Regions from separate parts of the Sus scrofa genome. Here region 2 is linked to region 1. The links are chromatin contacts, called in public promoter capture Hi-C maps. All regions are on one chromosome and are shown on one strand. The core of a region is the stretch at or near the end of the contact, and the rest is flanking DNA. Distances in the headings are between cores, read along the strand shown. Region 1 holds the start of MTTP (microsomal triglyceride transfer protein). Region 2 holds the start of STPG2 (sperm-tail PG-rich repeat-containing protein 2).

Evidence for each region. Promoter capture Hi-C pulls out the DNA fragments that hold promoters and counts their contacts.
Region 2: a promoter capture Hi-C map of liver shows a contact between it and region 1, with 4 times the contacts expected there. The contact joins the promoter of STPG2 here to the promoter of MTTP in region 1. A contact is called at or near these places in 1 of 5 promoter capture datasets (liver) and 1 of 2 datasets of contacts at active chromatin or transcription factors (alveolar macrophages).

Annotation. Positions count from the first base shown.
Region 1 is chr8:120,868,876-120,873,417 of Sscrofa11.1, forward strand. It overlaps MTTP (microsomal triglyceride transfer protein), which reads right to left and starts at 2,593. Exons shown (of 18, transcript NM_214185.1): 1 at 2,478-2,593. The coding sequence starts at 2,538.
Region 2 is chr8:122,112,672-122,117,171 of Sscrofa11.1, forward strand. It overlaps STPG2 (sperm-tail PG-rich repeat-containing protein 2), which reads left to right and starts at 2,375. Exons shown (of 13, transcript XM_021101745.1): 1 at 2,375-2,802. The coding sequence starts at 2,694. It overlaps LOC102160109 (a long non-coding RNA gene), which reads right to left and starts at 2,362. Exons shown (of 4, transcript XR_305112.2): 1 at 1,890-2,362; 2 at 677-768.

The sequences.
Region 1 (4,542 bases), core at 1,343-3,842:
CCACTGAGCAAGGTCAGGGATCGAACCCGCAACCTCATGGTTCCCAGTCGGATTCATTAACCACTGAGCTACGATGGGAACTCCTGCAATAGTCTTTATACCCTATGATGTGGACCTGAGTGGAGACCAGATTTGATCTTCTGATTGGTCTCGGGCAGGATACCTTATTTGCACGGGGAAAAGATGATATGGTGGCCTGGTGAGAAATGGGCAACATTCCTTCTCTAGCAGGGAGTGAGCAGCCCAGGCTGGTCAAGGTGGGGCAAGGGGCATTACAAGGAGACATGGCCAGAGGCTTTGGGGTTTAATCCTTGAAGAGGATGTGAAACCTGTAACAAAAGGAGGCACTGAGAATAGACCCGCCATTATAAAATGTGATTCAAAAGAAGTAGGGAGCATTCACTCTTTCAGCATATTCTTCTAAACAGACCCTATGACTCCTCCTCTTCTAAACTCCTCCTACACCCTCTTTATTTATGGTCAACCTGTACGCACCCTCCACCCAGATCTGGACAGTTGCATTGATAAGTAAATTTGAGATGAGTTATGAAGCAATGTATGGCATCCCCAAATTTATAATGGCCTGATTTTAAAGTAAACTCTTCATAAGTAGTTTGCTTATTAAATGTCAGTCGTTACAAATGGTAAGGAATCTATAATTTAACCACGGTACTATAAACCAGGAAATTACCAAATCTAGGGAGACAGAGAGCTGTCAAGTCCTGTACTTTTTATTCATGATTTTTGGAATAGGCAGCTGTACTGTGAAGTTAATGACACTTAAACCCAGGCTTGGAAGGGAGCCTTTGGCATTGTGTACATACGCCGTATCTTTTTTCAGTAACATTTGCAAAAAGTAAGGTATTTTGTTATCTTTTCTCAAATTTTGCCCCTAAATTGCATAAGCTTCAGGATCTAAAATTCTGGGTTTGCCACTGAGCTTATACAACAAACTGTAGCTCTCTGTTATGTTCTAGGTCATAGCTCCCTGCATGCCATTGTCCATTGTCATGTGTGTGTGTGTGTGTGTGTGTGTGTGTATTTTTAAATCTTTATAAGAGCATGTATTTAAAAACATCAAGTTATCCAATGTGCTCACTTGCAAGGTGGGGAAAAAAAGAGAACACCACAATAGCTACTATATCTCAATTGTTTTTTGTAAAATCATGGTATAAGGTCTTATCTCATGGTATATAAATCAATCGTATTTCAAATATTCAACAGTGTACTTGACAGATAACAAAAATAGTAAGCTCTCTGTATAACAATTACCTATCAAGTGTAAGTTACAAAACTTTTTCTCATTAAAATTTGTTTTCATCCAACTAAGGGTTGTACGTTTAAATACAAAATACTTGAGAAACTACTAAAATATATATATATTATCTCAGGTTCTTTAGTTCAAGAACCTAAAGTGTGATTTGCTTGGGTGAAATAATTTAGTCCCCATTTATTGTTCTGGTAACAAAGATGGTCTCTTGTCCTCAAGTGGAAATTTTCAACGCAAAAAATCTTGAGATAAACTTTATGAAAAAAAGAAAGCCAGTTATCCCTAAAGGGCTTTATAAGTTTAAAAGTGAATTGTTTATATCAGTTACTTAGGGTTCACAGTGAGTGAAATCGCATCCTATCATGCTGAGTTATGTGTTAGATCAACTGGCATTCATGGTGAATTATCTTAAGAGACTCTAAAAAGTGATCATTTTACAGGTACAACATCTAGAAATTCACCGCATATATAAATGAATTGACTTAAAACAAGATTCCCTATGAATACATTGCATACAGTTTTTTGGAAACCATTACTCATAAAATGTTTATTTCCTCTGAAAGATATCAATCCTTAGGTGTTTTAAAATCAGTTTTATCTTGAAATAGAATCTAAAATGACTAACACTATTTTTCCAAAGATAATGTCTTATTTCTTAAAATCTATATCATGTCGTTTTATTTTCTGTAATTCATAACCGTGATAATTCTCTTTTGAATGGTAATGGAATTAAATACAGACTTTACCATTTCATTCATAATTCTCTGTCAAGTCAAATGCCTTTTTCATTGGATCTAATTCTTCTTGATGTCCCATTGCTAAGCAACTAGAAGGAAATTTAAGAACTGGTTTTTTAAGCCCACTTTTACAATTCAAATGAAGGAGCTGCATTCATTGAGTGACCAACAGCAGAAGGTAACAATAGCTGGCATCTTTTTTCTCCCTTTTTAAAAATACACCATGAATGAGAGAATGAAGCAAGAAACTAAAAGGAGCCTCTGTTTTCTTAATGTATGTAGGAATTTGAATTTGATTTTCATTCCAACCCAGTCCTGCCTTCACCAACATTCCAAAGTTCCATGGTTTTGAAGATGGCTTAAAGAGTTAGTTAGGACTCTCTCACTACACTACACACACCCACCCACCCACACAATTTTCCCCCTCAAGGATTAAAATTATAGTTTAGCAAAAGGCAACACGAACGTACCTTTAACCGAAGCTGAATATGAGGAAATGAAGCAGAGAAAAAGCACAGCAAGAAGAATCATATTGACCAGCTCCCCTCTAGTGCATCCAGTTCCAAGCGAGGAGTCACTGAGAAGTGGATTCTTGCGGTGGCAGCAAGGGAGTGACCCTCCTCGAACCTGCAACAATGTTTATCTTTGGGGGAAAGGTCAGATTCCAAACTCCAAAATCAGGACCTAAGTTCACAGAAGGGCCCACTATTAATGATTAAACTTTGGTGGGCTCCGGTTTCCAATCTCTCACTCTTTTTATTTATTCTTTACTCAATAAGGAAGACCAAGAAAAAAATGTCACTTTTGAGAGTTCAAGTAAACCAGTCTACCATCCTTTAAATTCAGAAGTACTGATAGACATTCAAGGAAAACTGATGATGATACTTTTCTGCTCCAAACATAAATCATCCTCATTCCCGTAACATCAAATGCCTGTCTTCACATTTACCACTTTACGTGGGAAGGTGGTGAGGAATTGCAAACTCAAATACATTTCATTGAATTTTATTGTCTTGTATGGTCATCTGGAGTTTTTTAATACCATGTGTATGCTATTATTAAAAAATCATTCTGAATTATAGGATTTAAATTTAAAAATTTTTACTTCCACCACCAATCCCTTCAAAATAATGTTAAAATGATAAAACTGATTTCTGAAACCTAGATGATTCTCCTTACGTGTGATTCTTATGTGTCTGTCATTATTAGCACACTAGCAAGCAGTTGAGTTTATCACAGTAGACCTCTAACTACCCCTATGACAAGAAACACTTATCTTGAGTCCCCAAACCAACTGGATGGAATCCCCTGTGCTTTCTGAATCCTAATTCTAGGAAGAAATTCAAGAGGGGAATTCCAGCCCTTAACAATTTTGCTGCGGAAAATTAATTAGGAAACTTCTCTACAATTAAAGCAAGTAACTTAGTGTGAGTGGAGCCACACGAATGAAACCCACTTTTGTCCTTGGAAACTCCTGCAATATAAACCTGATGTGAACAAAACCTATTGAAACAGGGTGGTTGTGGGGAGCATATGGGGATGTTTTGGCAAAGGAACGAATAAGGTGCTGGCAAAGGGCTATTTGAATGAACTAGAAAATACTTATAGCCATAAAATGGGTTCTTAAGCATAGAATGAGGGTCTTAATTTTACCCTCATCTTTCTCTAAAGCCTCTTCTAGAATCCTAACCTTAAGTTCAAATCTTCTAGACAACCCAGGTAAAAGATAGTCAACTTGATAGAAAGGGCTACAAGATGAAATCTAAAATTTTAAAATCTCCAGAGTTAAGCGTATTTCTCCTTGAATTATGTTTTATATAAAGATCTTAAACGTGGAAATTGTTCACCTTTACTGTCTATTGAGATTAGAATTTCACTTGTTAACCTGTTTTATATATAAATCTTGGCTAAATTACCTACACAAAAAATATTTGGTTGTGACTATCACCTTAAAGATATAAATAATTTGTCTTGGGGTAAACAGAAAATGGTCTTAGAAAATTAACTGTTGAAGAAATGTTTTTATGAATAGTGGGCTTTACAAATACAAGGTAATGTGAAAAGCGCTTTAGTGCTTTACATTTGAATAGATTTTTGTGTATTCCCACAATTTCTGCATTACATGCACAGTAACACGAAGCCACTATAGTCACTTAAGCTTTAAATACTTACTTATTCAAATTAAGGACTACCTGGAATCATGTGAAAACTGCCTTTCGTATTCCACTTGAGGCTCACAGTGACATGTTTATGGTTAGACTATGTGGTGCATGATACGTGTCTCTTCGGGTAAAGTACCATTTGTTGTCAGGTGTTTATCAGAGTCCAACCAATAAAAGGCATATCACTATTGCCTAACAAATTAAATGCTGTTTCATTTGTTTTGTTTTCATTTGCCTACCACTAGAAAGCTCCTATGAGTCACTGTATTAAGTAGTTATTTCAACATAGGATGTTCAAATAAGACTGTTTCTATTGGTAATAAATACCATCATTCTTTTCTATCTTGCCTGTAATTTTTTACAAAGATATTTG
Region 2 (4,500 bases), core at 1,125-3,624, 1.2 Mb after region 1:
TGATTTGTTACCATTGCTTGATTTTTTTTCCAAAAAGGAAACAGTGGAAAGCCAGTAAATCATAAGGAGTTGAAATTATTTTCAAAATCAATTCAGTTTTATAATATTTATAAGGTATTTAATGCTACCGAAGGCAGAATTCTTACCCCTTAAGTTTTAAGTTTCATTTTAAAGTTTATTCTAGTGGGAAAGAATCCAAATTTTGTAACCAAATAAACCTTAGTTCATAGTTCCCATCTCTTACTAATTCCTCGGAAATGGTTGTAGATTGTGATTAATTAGCATTAAAAGCATTTTGCAGGAACTGAAATGCTGAACTAAATTCTTTATTTTGTGTTCATATATAATTACAATTCTGTGTTAATATATTTTCATATTTTTAGCACCACACTCATTCTATTCAAGAAATATTTACCATGATGAGAGAGAATGAAAAAGATTTACTGTCCTCATTTAAAAATATTCTCTAATTCTTAAATACTGTGTATTATTCTGGTTACTGAACCATTAGAGGGAAATAATAGCTGGGAAAGGTAGACAGAACTGCAACCATTATCGAGGAAATAGAGGAAGGATTGTCACACTAAATTTTTTTTCAAAGAAAAGCCTTTTGTTAGGGATACAGAATTCTATGTGACCAAATGTTACAAAATTATGAAGAATGTGGAGATTGTACCTCAGTGGTGCGATATTTAGATAGGATTCGGTCATGAGACCCAGAAACACTGGAGTTCTGCCACTGGTCAGCTACTCTTCTCTGTGAGGTCCCTGAGGAAAGAACACACACTGAGGAGGTAGGCAAGGTAAAGAAAGTCTGTATTCCTAGCTGGAACAGAGGTCTTCTTTAATTTTTTTTTTTAAATTACAATCAATTTACAATATTGTACCTATTTCTGCTGTACAGCAAAGTGACCCATTTATACATTTACCCATTCTTTTTCTCATATCATCCCCTACTGGGTTCTATCCCAAAATGGAACATAGGTCTTAAGTTTACAAACTTCACTTTAGAGATGTGTAAATAACCTAGGACAGATCATATAAAAAACTCCTTTTTGTCTAAGGTAGGTTAGGCACTGTGGACAAAAGTCGAATCAGACAGGAAGCAGGTAAATTCTGCTTTAGCACTTCTATTTCCAATGTCAAATCCAATGCTATCCCAGAAAAGAATAACCTAAGCTGTTGCAGGCATGAAAAGGCAGGATACAAGCGTCTGCACCAGTGCCTACAGCAAAATGGCCTGGACCTGAATTTGCTTTCTGTGATCAACATACAGTTGAGTATCTAGTTTCTTAGTAGGAAGAGGGGATATCCAAAGTACTGTGATATTTTTCTTATCATTTTATTTGTCTCTCTTCTCATATCTTGTTAAGGACGAACCTGTCTCTTTCTCCAGTAGCTATAAGACCCTTTAGGTTGAAGACTTGCTTGAATCTTTGTAACTCATAACCTAGCATGGTACTGAACCTACAGTATATGCCAGTAAATGTTTTTTAAGTGAGTAAATACTCAGCTAGTTATTGAGTAGGAAAAAAGATAATGCAGAAACATTCTTGAGAAGCAGATAGCCTTGCATGGAGGAGACTCTAATGTATGTAGAACAATTAAGCCAGAATAAATGACCCACAGAATTGAGTATCAAACTCTGTCCTCCAGAGTATCAATAAGTACAAATTTGTAGTAGGAACAATTCTAAGTACTATAACTCATTGGCAGGTAAGGCATAATAAACGGGGTCTGTTTAAGCCTTTAGGATGATTAGAATCTGGATAGAATACTTGCTGAACAAACAGCTTGGGGTTTCCTCAATGTCTTTATTTTATAAACAGAGTAATGAGTCAGTGTTGCTGTTGCCTGGGTCTCTAACAGCAGAAACAGCTTTCATTTACCAGTGTTTGCAATGCTTCGGTTGGTGAGTTTTTCATCTCCTTCCTAGTTCTCAGTGTCTTGTCACCACCACTTCCTGGGTTTCTCTTAGCACCGTTTGGACTTACTACCGAATAAAGTCAGAGATGCTTTCGTCCCTGCGGGTGCGAGTGTAGTTCTGGTAGGAGTGCGGGAGGTGAACGCGCTAAGACTTTCTTTCACAGTTTTTCATAGTTTCTTCCCAGCTGTCCCGTCTGACTATAAGGAAAAATGGATCACGGTCAAGTTAGCTCTAACTCCTAGGGCGTTTTCTAGAGCTTTTCTGACGAACCCAGGATTCAAAGCACTTGGTGTAGTAGGAGGAGCTCCAAGACTCAGGCCCGCCCTCTCCTTCAGGACGCTGAGCGCGCGGGGCGGAGCTTAGTGGGGAAGACTTGCGGCTCGGTACGCATGCGCTTTGACCTCTCTCCTAGAAACTTCCGGGTGGAGAGAAATGGGCGGAGTCAAGACCGGAAGCACGGGGGCGGGCGTTTCCTCATTAAGCTCGTCCCTTAAGATGAGCGCTTTGGCTCGCGGTTGGTGAACGGATGGTTGTGTGGGATGGCTCATCTCACTCCTAAACAATTTTCTGCAGGGCTAGAAATCAACCTGGGGTAAATCTGACACTAATGAGCAAGTGGGCCGATAGTCTCTAAGGTAGCTGCTCCATTAACGCAAGTTCTTCCTGGGGCTCCAGAGATGGTTGACGGCTTCCTTTGGCTCCACGTCTCTGCTGGCCGTCTAGTTTATACCATTGCGGGCGCACCGCTCCCCGACCCCACGCCATTATGTACGATCGGGCTCCTCGCTTGCTTAGATTGGCTGAAGGTGGCAGCACTGAGGATCATGTGGGTCCTGGATCCTACCAGGTACCTTTCCTGAAGCAGCAGGCAGCAGGTAAGATGTAGGTAGGGAAAGGCAAGCCTTCTGTGACAGGCGCCTCACTTTCAGCCTGCTCCGCTTCTGTGTGCCTGAGGAAAGCATAGTAGCATCACTTCAAAAGTATAACAGCATGAAGTAGGCAGGGAAGATACTGTCCTTATTTCACAGATGATAACTAGTAAAATAAATTTGTCCCTTTAAAAAATTATAATTGATTTACAGCGCTGTGTCAATTTCTGTGGTACAGCATAGTGACCCAGTAAATTTGTCCCATTTCACAAGGCCAGTGAGCCAATGGTGAGGACTTTTGATTCTACAATGGTTGTCTACATCATTCTTTAAATTATACAGGTGACATCTAGGATTTCGATTTCCTTGATCTGGCTATGAGTCTCCAAATCATGTGTACTTCTCACCGCTTTCTGTCTTTTTTTTTTTTTTTCGAAATCCTGCCTGCCTCACACACCATTCCTAACTAACCAGAGAAACATTCATTAGCTAAGATATAACGTTAAAATTTTTGTTTTGCAATATTTTTTAAAGATAGTCCCATGTGTTTTTTTCTGGTAGATGTTTCTTATCTGACCATACCCATCTTCTCTTTAAACATACTTTATAAGAGTTCCTTCATCCCACATTCTGTAAAGAAAAGCTATACTCTTGAGAGGTAGTGGGAATGGATAATTTATTTATTTTTGTCTTTTTGCCTTTTCTAGGGCCGCACCGGTGGCATATGGAGGTTCCCAGGCTAGGGGTCTAATCGGAGCTGCAGCCACTGGTCCATGCCCGAGCCGCAGCAACGTGGGATCTGCCAGATCTGAGCCGCCTCTGCAACCTACACCCCAGCTCACTGCAACTCCAGATCCTTAACCCACTGAGTAACGCCACGGATCGAACCGAAACCTGGTTCCCAGTAGGATTCGTTAACCACTGAACCCTGACGGGAACTCTGGGAATGGATAATTTAAATAATTATTTGCTCTCTTTTGTTTGCAGCTAGTGACTAGGGGTAACTTTTAATACATACTTTCAATTTGCTTTTTATAATCTCATAATTTTTGTGGGGCTTAGTACTGTCCAAATTGTGTTTTTTTCCCTTGTTAGCTTGCATTTTTCCCTATTCCCACTCTATTTCTGTATTTTTAAACAAGTGCCAGGATCCATTACTCTGTTGACATGACGGTTGAGTTTAAGGTATTAGGTTAATTTAGGTTTCTTTGGATGGAATACAGATTTGTCATCATCTTAATCTTTCACTGCTTTTCAGCATCTGCTGTTGATATCAGTGTCCTTGGAACTTATTACATATCCGAATTTAATGCAGCTGACTTGTAAGCATTAACTCCCTCCCAATCTATTAGTTACCAATGACCACCCAAAATACTTTCACTTAGAATACTTTTCAATCCTTATTTTATTTTGACACAAATGACCACTGTCTTTTTAGAAATATTTCTTACCCCGGTATCTGTAACATCATCATTTTTTTTTCCTGGTTCTTTTTACACCTGTTGTCTTGGAACAGCCTGATACGTGTTAGGATCTAATAAACATGGGTTAAATGCTGAATCAAGGTATCATTTTCTCCCTCTCCAACCAACCTTCCATAGTCTTCTTTAAAGGTTATTTTTATAAACATCTTAACTGTTTACACCAGTTCTTTGCATGTTGCTCTTCTCATGTTTACTTTCTCATTCAAATCCATAGCTTCAA